2 separate regions of the Pan troglodytes genome follow, and region 2 is linked to region 1. A link is a contact called in public HiChIP or PLAC-seq data. All regions are on one chromosome and are shown on one strand. The core of a region is the stretch at or near the end of the contact, and the rest is flanking DNA. Distances in the headings are between cores, read along the strand shown. Region 1 overlaps ARB2A (ARB2 cotranscriptional regulator A). Region 2 overlaps ARB2A (ARB2 cotranscriptional regulator A).

Region 1 (4,633 bases), core at 1,020-3,519:
TCCCCATGATCACCTCTGCCCCCTGCTGCCCATAAATTAGTTATAGTCTAACATTTAAAAATAGAATTGGTAAGTAAAAACTATAGGAGGTATAATATAAAACTAATTTACTATTTTCAAAAGCCTAAAATAATCCTCTTGAAAAAAATTAAGGTTTCCTTTTCCTATTAAAATTTTCAGTTTTTTTGTTGAAAATATGAAAGCCCCCCTACTTAAATTATAGAATAAAGAACAAAACCAATGTAATTCTTTTTCTACTGGATATTATATAATTGTATATAACAATATTTTAAGTCTTAAAGAGGGTTTTAAAAATTTTTGCAGAGAAAGATAATTATCTATTATTAACAAAATGACTAATTCTTAGCTATACAAATTTATTGTGATGAAAAAGGTTGCACATAAACAGAATAAGTATTAACTATAGGAATTATTAAAAAATCTAACTTCCTTACTTTTAAATATATTCAAACATTTGTAACTACATTGACATAGCTGTCTGCTAATACGGTGCATCTATTCTATACTAGCCATATATATATATCACTGACTTCATTCATTTATTATATATTTATCACAATAAAATTAAATGACAAAACAAAATACAACTTTGTAGTAGACATACAGGGCAGAAAATAAACTTACATGTACTGATATACTTATTTACACATTACTCTTTATTACCTATTCTCTGATAAAGTATATTTCCATGGGGGGGGGCAATTATATAACTATATGATCTTCTTAAAGCCTTGAAAAACACATCTGATACAAAAGAATATAAAGACCAAAATGCTGAAAAAAGTATAGATGAACATTTTTTTAAATGCAGTAACATATGTCCTTTTACAGTATGATTCTAAAAATGTTCAGAAAAAAATCTAAACTAAGGTGCTTTAAACAAATATGTAGAGTATTTTATTGGGTAAACTACTTAGGTAAAATAAGCATTTTCCACATTGCTTAAAAAAGATAGCAAGAAACATGCCATAAATATTTTAGTAACAAAAGATTTTAACAATACATACTATACTACTTTAGTTTTTCACAAGACATATCTGACCTGATCCGAAATAGAACATGATAAATACTGTTCAGATATAATGTATGTGGTATTGTGACACATAACTAGCACAAAAGCTCTTTCTTTAATCAAGCAATCATAATTGTCAAGGCATATGCAAAGAATGAGACCTAAAATACAGTTAACATTTTAAACTACAGGGAAAAAACACATTATTTCATACGCTATGCACTCAAGAAGACATTTATATTGCAATTTTCTTACTGCTATTGTGACAGGGGAAAAAATTCTAATAGCTTCAGAATCATATGTATTCAGCTTTTTTCTGAACATCTATAAAACATAAAAACAGTTTAATGTTCATTTCCTACAAGAATTCACATTCAGAAGAGAGTCATCAAAGTTTACTACATGTAAGATAAGTAATACTGACAGCGTTCTCTAGCTTAACATTTCCCCTGAATCCTCTCATTGTTGTTTAACATTACTGTATACTGGAAGAGTACGTTTCTTTTTGTTACAGTGTGCTGACTTACAGCATTTAGAGCAATATTAAGTTCTCTTTAGGAATACAGAGAACTTTCTAATACAGTCTGAAAAAATTCAAAGTAGAATCTATATTATGGAAATTAAGAATCTAGCAGCAATAATATAGGTTTTGAAACCACTAAATTTGAAGGTAAAAAGACTCAGAATACTGTAAATTTCAATTAGACCCTTGCGATTGTTTTCCTTTGTAGTAATATATCGGAATACATTTTGTCAAGATTTCTTTAATCGAAACCAAAACCCACTAATATTTGTCTTGGATTATTCTCTTGAGATATTCACATATGTTACATGGAAGAAAGAAACTTAACAACTAGAAAAAAGCTTGAAAGAAGGCTTCTTCGGAAATCTATGAAGAAGTACACAGAATTATTGAATTAAAGCAAGAAGATCATTTCAATGCTTAGTGCATTCTAAAGCATTTATATCTAGAAAGTAGATGAGACAAAACAGGAAAAGGTTCACCTTTCTACAGTTCATGTTGTTTGTGGCATTAGTCACCACACACACACACACACATACACACAAACACATTTCATAGAAATCACACTCCTACAATGTTCTTTTTAATCCGTGTCTGAGATCTGAGTGATTGTATGTTACACTCCTCTTTCTTTGATCTTCCTCAGTACTCAGCTCACTGTTAACTGTCCTGGGTGGTCTCCCATCAGGGCTTAGTGATCAGTGTCCCTCTCTATTGGCTGCCTTCTAGGGATTCCTATCAGCTGTATTCTTACATGCATCTGACAACTTTATTAGCTCACTCGGATTGTGCTTCAGAACATCTCCACAGCACATATACTCTTTCTCAAACAATCACACTTTTGTAGTTGACTCAGAACAAATAATTATATGAACACTTCAGCTGTTATACTCAATAATAAAGTCGAAATGAAGAGAAATTTCACATTATGTATAAGTCAGAGCTTAGTTTTCATGTTCAGACTAAAAAAATCAATTCTAGATTGATTTTTGTGTATATATCGTTATTGTCAGAGGATTAATTGATGAATTTTTCATTTGATGAGTCAGTTGGAACAAGCTCTGAGGCACTTAGTGAGCAGAATTCTAATTTACTCTGGTTCTTCACACTCTGCAGTAAACTCATCAATTTTGATATTTTATCATAATTTGCTTGCTCCCAAAATGTTCAGAATAAGGTTCCAACACAAAATGAAAGGTATTTAGTACTGTGAATATCTTTGTATTTCTAGGCTATGTCATTAGTGTAATTTGGATTTTGAAAACTGATTGAACCCTTTTAAAAGATATTAAACCTCTGTCTGATTCAACCTGTCCATTTTGAGTTTTTATTTCATTATGATCTAAATCTCCACTGTATAGCTAGTTTCCATCCACTTACCTAAAAAGTTTTGCAAAGCAAATATAATAACTCTTCAAAAACACCATATTTATAACCTGACAGTGTAAAATCACACATTAAAATTATGGAAATTTTATTTTGGTCCCAAAAAAGGCATATTCCCATGATAAACAAAAAAAACTTAAAAATCCTAAATATTTTCTAAGAAATATTAAATGCATTTTATTGCCCAAATACCATACTTGCTAAAAAATTTAAAATTTCATAGTATACTTTCAAGTGCCTCACAAGAATAAAGACAAGCAAATAATTCTTCATATTTCTTTTTCTTCTTCATATTCCTTACTGAACACAACATCTTAGAATATAGCTGTGTTTTCGAAAGGTAATCTGCCACACCTCTAAGATCTTCTATGCATTTATTTTTCATGTAAAGGAAGACCATTTTTTTAAAAAAAAATTTAGCATACATATTACTTTGGAAAATTTAAGTTAATAAACAACTGTCATAACTAACTGTATCAAAGTTCTTTCGGAGATAATTTCTTCTCCCTCTGGAGTTTGCTTTTAGGTTATTCTTTTCAATAACATCTTTACGTTTATTATTTTCCCCATAGTCTCCTTTTTCTCTGTACTTGTGGTGCTAAGTCCTTGCCCTAATTCTAAGGCTGGTGAGAGCAGATGTGGCATATTGCTCTGATTCCCCACACTTAATCTTCCTAAAAGGGTCCCATATGTAGAGTTTCTATAGTCAAAGGGGCTGGAAAAGCCTCCTTCTGTGTTTAAACTAATCAACAAGATTTTCTGTCGGCCAGGAGAAAAGTCAGTTTTGATGCTCTTACTCTCCCAGTGCTGTGAACTGTCTTCACAGAACTATCAGCATCAAGGACAGGGAGCAAGGGGTCATGTTCAACTAAGACTCATATAACCTCCTACTTCTCTATTCTTGCAAGCGTCCCCTTTTCTACCTCTATGACCTTGTCACTTTCCTTCATTACTTTGTCCTCCTCGGATACTAGAGCCAATAACGATAGCATCTACACAAGAGAACAGCTTGGAACATGAGCTGAATGAAAAACTGATTTCCAGTCAGTTTTGCTGTCCTATTGCTTACTTCCTTAGAAAAGGATAAAAAAGAGTGTAGATTATTTGAGCACTAACCATATCCTAAGTTCAGAACTCTCAAATATCAGACTAAGATGGCATAATAAAATTCCCAGACAACTTTTGTGTTTAAGTAATTTTCTTTGGGTTAGTTTATATCAGTTTTTTAATATTCACTTTTAAGCCTATGTAACAAACTAAACTTTATGGTTGCTGGTCCAATATAAACTTCTACAAATTTTATGCTAAAGCTAAATGTGAAAGAATATTCCTTGAAATTATTATAGTGATTAAACTATTATAACATTGAGTAATTTTAATCACACCAATTTAATGCAAAATGAGTTTAATTAATAATACAATAGAGCTTGGTTTTAGAGTGTGAAATATCAAACTACACCCTCAAGATCAGTCTAGATAAAATATTCTCCTTTCTGTGACCTAGAACATCCTTCCATGGAAGATTCCTATTACAATCCCGCAGATTTAGACTACTCTTCCTACTCAAGATAGTGAACAAAGAAAGTCACAGTAGACAAACTAAACTCTGAAAAATCTGCTACATCTTATTAGCTGTCTTAAAAGGCATAAATAATGATCAAGGAGGGTTTGGGAATCTGTAGATTTTCCTT
Region 2 (4,633 bases), core at 1,595-4,094, 290 kb before region 1:
AGTTGGTGGTCTGGAATAGTTTGCCTAGCTCCCTCTGGGCTGCTACAGCTCAGATTCACAAGTAGAAATTACATTTACACAACTTAAGTTTGCAAATAGCTCTCCATAAATAGTTAAACAAGGCCTAACCATCCAGTAGTTTTAAAGTATTAGAGGCAATTAAATAGTGATTTATTCTAGCTATAAGTAAAGGTTTAAAAAGAGGAGAGATGATTTGAGAGAAGGAATAGCAGTGATTTGGTTTATAAACAGCATATTTATTGTGCTCTAATTCAGGTGCAGAAGCTTCGCCAATTTAGCATTGCACAAGTGTTGGTTTTTTATAAATGCTATAAAATTGTTTCCTGTCAACATTTTCATATACTGAAAACACAACACAATTTATAATACCTTGAAAAATATATTCAATTCACATCAATTCTTGAATCTCTCACTGGAAGGAATGTTTGTCCCTCAACTAAGATTCCGGAACACTGCTGAAGATACCATTATTTTACACAGTTCACCACTACTTCTAAAATAGTAATGATTGGATAAAAAGGGTCAATATCACAGACAAATGTGCTTGATGTTGTTGGGGTTTACTCATTTTAAGCCATCTGGTAGCTGAATAAAATGCCATTTTTATTTTTCCTCCTATATAGTTGATTTTGCTTAAGTAACACGAAAATATATGCATACCTGAGCACTGAAAAAACATCTTTAATTTGTCATCATTAAGACTATAGAACCAATGAATGTACTTGTATGTCAAACACAGCAATGAGATATTAACAGCTTTAAAACTTGTTGAAATCGGTTCATAATATAAAAACATTTAAGCACGAAGTGGTTGATTTTAAGTTACTTTTCTGAGGCATTAGACAGTTCGAAGTCATTTTGGGTACATTTTATCATGTCCTCAAATAAGGCAGGCATATTAATTGTTGCACACACTTTAAAAAAGGATGAAAACTATTAAATTTATGTTCTCATCTATTAGAAACAATCTTTACTAGGTAATTAAACTTGTCAAGTAATTAAAATATAATGTGAAATTTTAAGATTTTAATCTAAAAGTCAGCAAAACCTTAACATCTCCTGTATTTCACAGTGTTGGCCACATCTTAGCTGGATTAAAATACTTAATTGTTCAAACTGTAGGGCTAAACCCTACAGAGGAAGCGGAGTGCTAAAAATTATACCATTGGACTGAGAGAAGAAATTCTTTCACACCAAGTCCTTCTCTTCTTGTTAAAGCAGAAAACTAAAAGGATAATTTTAGCCCCACTTAGCCTTTCAGAAGAAAAAGGCTGCAGAGCACAAAGGTTTCGTTTCCTGATGACAATAAAAAAATTCTCTCCCTAGAAGGGCCTAACTCCAGGAAAGCTCAGAATAGATCATTCTGGAAAGGATTAACAACAACAATCTTTCTCTACAGAGAGATTTAAAAAGCAAAACTTAAGTGTGTTATATCTAAATTACAATGCCACTCAGTACACATTATGTGTTTAAAAAGTAAAGTCAATCCCAGTGATAACAGTTGGAAATTCCATTGAAAATGGGACCTTTCACACCTACACTTAAAAGAGCTGCCCATCATTGTTTTGGTTTTAACAGTCTCTTCTGAAATCAGAGACTTGTGTAAACTCTCACAATTAGCTGGCAAAAGGATTTTCAGCAGTAATGCGGATTCAGCACTTTATAGATTTTTATGCAGAGTTGTTTTTTTTCTGGTCCCGAAATGAAAACAGGGAGAGAACAATTTGCACTCCCCAAACTACATGGTACATCATGGCATTCAGGTTCTGAATTTGAAATCGGCTTTGGAGTGTGTGTGGAACTTCCTTAAAAAAAAAAAAAAAAAAGAGGTGGGTAATAAGATGCCCTCAGGGAAAAACCTAGTGAAAATGGAAATCTGAAGTCTGGAATAGAAGTTTGCTCCAGTTGAGAGCGGGGAAAGATGGACATAATTAAGGAGGGGGAAGCAGCAGCGGCTCCGCTACGGCGGGCACTAGGACCGCGCCGACGCCGCCGGACCCGCAGCGCCCGCGCGGTCTCCGTCAGGGCAATTAGAGCCTCGCCGGCCGCGCCAGGCAGGGCGCTGTCAGCCTTAATGTGAGCGCTGACTGGCAGCGCTCAGCCCGCGCTCAGCCCGCAGGAAGCACGACCAGTGAACCCATATTGCTTTGACAGTTGCACTCATCTAGAAATAATGCAAAACGCTATTTAGATGTATATATCACGACCCTGTGCTCTGGGAAGAAAACAATCTAATGAGGGGCTGGGAGTCCGCTCGACGACACAAGCAGTGAGGAGGCGTGCGGGTGCGTGCGCCAGGGCGGCCTCCCCCGTCGCGCTCGCTCCTCTTACAGCTCTTCGTGCTTGATGCGGTGCGAGCGGCGCGTCACAGCCGGCTTCAGGGAGCTGGTCTTGGCCTCTGAGGCTTCGGTAAAGAATTTGAAAATAGACGGAAAGCTCTTCCAGGAAGTTAGCTCGTGACGGTCGGTGCCTGCAAAGAACCACACATTCGGTTACCAGGTGGCCACGCGGGGCCGGGCGCGGTGAGGGCGGCGAGGGCCAGGCCGAGCCCCGGCTCCCGACCACCCGGTCCCGCCCCTCCCCGCCCCTCCCGCCTGCGCCCCGCCTCAGCCGCCCGCGCCCCGCCCCTCAGCCAGGACCCCCGCCCCCTCGCGGGCGCGGGCCAGCCGACTCCCAGGGCACAACTAGGGCTGCGGGGTCACTTGCCCCCTGGCTCAGAGGAACTCAGACTTCGCTATCCGCGGCGTCTAGGCGTCTCCGGCCTCAGTCCCCATCCCTCTCCCAACGCGGGGACGCGGCCCGGATCTGTCCCGGGGTCGCCCGAGGCGCGGCTGGCCGCCCGAGGCCTCCGCCTCTCCGGGCCAATGGAAGCGCTGGGCGGGAAGGGCCACTCCCTCTCCCTCCGGGAAACCACCCACTCCCGAGACTCGGCGCGCGCGGGGATTGGTTTCCCCTGCGTGCGGGATCGCACAGCGCCTGTTTCCTTGCTTCCCAAGGGGGTGGTGTGGAGGGGAAGGGGGAATGATTTTTCTTGCGTCTCCCGGAAGCTGTGCTGTTAGACACGATTACCTCAGCTAGGTCACTGAGACCAAATCATACGGGACGCTTAATGAAGGACCGCATTCAAAAGGGATTACGCCTTGAAGTGTCCTGGCGGGCGACATTTTTACAGATTTTAAGGGGCAAATTTAGAACAGCTAAAAAAAAGGTTTCAAAGCCGTGACTACTAAAAGAGCATCTAGGCCTCCCATTTTGTCAGGAGGAATTCAACTTAGAAAATGCAGGTTAGTTGTCAATTTATGGGGTTACTTTATTTTACTACAGCTTCTCTCTGTGGTTTCGATGTAATACTAATGTACAGCATGTTTTCAAATCAGATCGACCTTCAGTTTAACACAGGCAGCGGATAACACGGATGCAAGCATAAGAACATATGAGGAAATACATTTAGCTATTTTTGACTCCCTGTGATGGCTTATGTAGCATTTTACCAGTGGCTTCATAAATGAGCACTTTTTAAAATTAAAAATTAAAATAATTACAGACTTCCACAGAAATAATGAGTGAATAGCTTTTAAACAGTTGAAATCTCTTCCTAGATCACTCAATTATGCAGAGAGATACCGCTTGGAAGTCTCCGGATTCAGGGCCTCAGTCTGATACTTTAACATTGTTAATGATAATTCTTTAGTCTGTAATAGTAGGTCATTGCTATGGTTACTCTACAATGGTGCAACACTTTGCTTTCCCCTTCAGCTATTCGCTGAGACCTGGTAACCACATTTGTTGCCTAGCAACAGTTTTGTGACAGTATCACAATCTAGGAGTTACAACAATAAGGATGCTATGGCTGCTGTCGGCCAGAGAGCAGAAAGCTACAGTCTGTGCCTGACTTAGCTGTGGGAGCTGGCCCTACTAGAGAACCCCTCTCTCTTTATCAGTGCCCTCCCAAGGATTCTCCCTATCCTCCTTTCCTCTGCAGACTGGCCTCATGAACCTGAATTTGAAACTAAGACCCAGTATTAAAGTCATATCCCCCAACTCAGACTAAAAATGAGGTCATTTTATTTGCTTACTCATTTTGGGCAAAATTCATTGTTACTCAATAGGAAGGAGGGATGAGTGTAGGTTTATCTTGTTAAATCCTAAAGTGCTAGGTGGATTTTGACAATTCTTCATAGAATTCTTGGGGGAAAATTATATATATATGCCTGCTTGCATCAATAGGTGTTATAATACATAACATCTAGGTATTATTATATTTTTACTGATTTATTCAAATGACAATCTTAAAGGATTCTTTTGAATTTGGAGGCATTTATATTTTCCAAACCTAAGTGAGCAGTTCTACATATGCTCAGACATACCTGCTTTAAATGATATTTGTGGGTAGATCTAGGAGGACCAGTTTCTGGATAGGGTTATCAAATGTGTGTCTCTATTCTATAGTGTTTGCAACCCTAGTTTCACTTCAGTAATAACTACACAGTTGCACTTATAATGGTAGGACATTTTAAAATCAGTTGTAATTCATTTTGAAAGACCATTCTCAGATGCATACTCCATGGCAACACCCACCCCCAAATACAATAAGCCAAAAAAAAAAAAAAAA

Evidence for each region. HiChIP or PLAC-seq counts read pairs in DNA pulled down with a chosen protein or histone mark.
Region 2: a contact with region 1 is called in an H3K4me3 HiChIP or PLAC-seq map of stem cell-derived excitatory neurons, with 3 times the contacts expected there. The contact joins two enhancer-like sites. A contact is called at or near these places in 1 of 7 Hi-C or Micro-C datasets (induced pluripotent stem cells) and 1 of 1 datasets of contacts at active chromatin or transcription factors (stem cell-derived excitatory neurons).

Annotation. Positions count from the first base shown.
Region 1 is chr4:22,222,712-22,227,344 of NHGRI_mPanTro3-v2.0_pri, reverse strand. The region is part of intron 4 of ARB2A (ARB2 cotranscriptional regulator A); the gene reads right to left. Among named protein-coding and RNA genes, the nearest start is that of POU5F2, 170 kb to the left of the region's middle. Within about 2 kb of position 2,269, at least 1 of the 24 cell types and tissues checked has an H3K27ac peak or open chromatin away from gene starts, as enhancers often do. A contact at or near this core is called in stem cell-derived excitatory neurons, where this site is marked.
Region 2 is chr4:22,512,857-22,517,489 of NHGRI_mPanTro3-v2.0_pri, reverse strand. ARB2A (ARB2 cotranscriptional regulator A) reads right to left here. Exons shown (of 9, transcript XM_063810257.1): 9 at 1-2,491. The coding sequence ends at 2,349. Among named protein-coding and RNA genes, the nearest start is that of NR2F1, 38 kb to the left of the region's middle. Within about 2 kb of position 2,844, at least 21 of the 24 cell types and tissues checked have an H3K27ac peak or open chromatin away from gene starts, as enhancers often do. A contact at or near this core is called in stem cell-derived excitatory neurons, where this site is marked.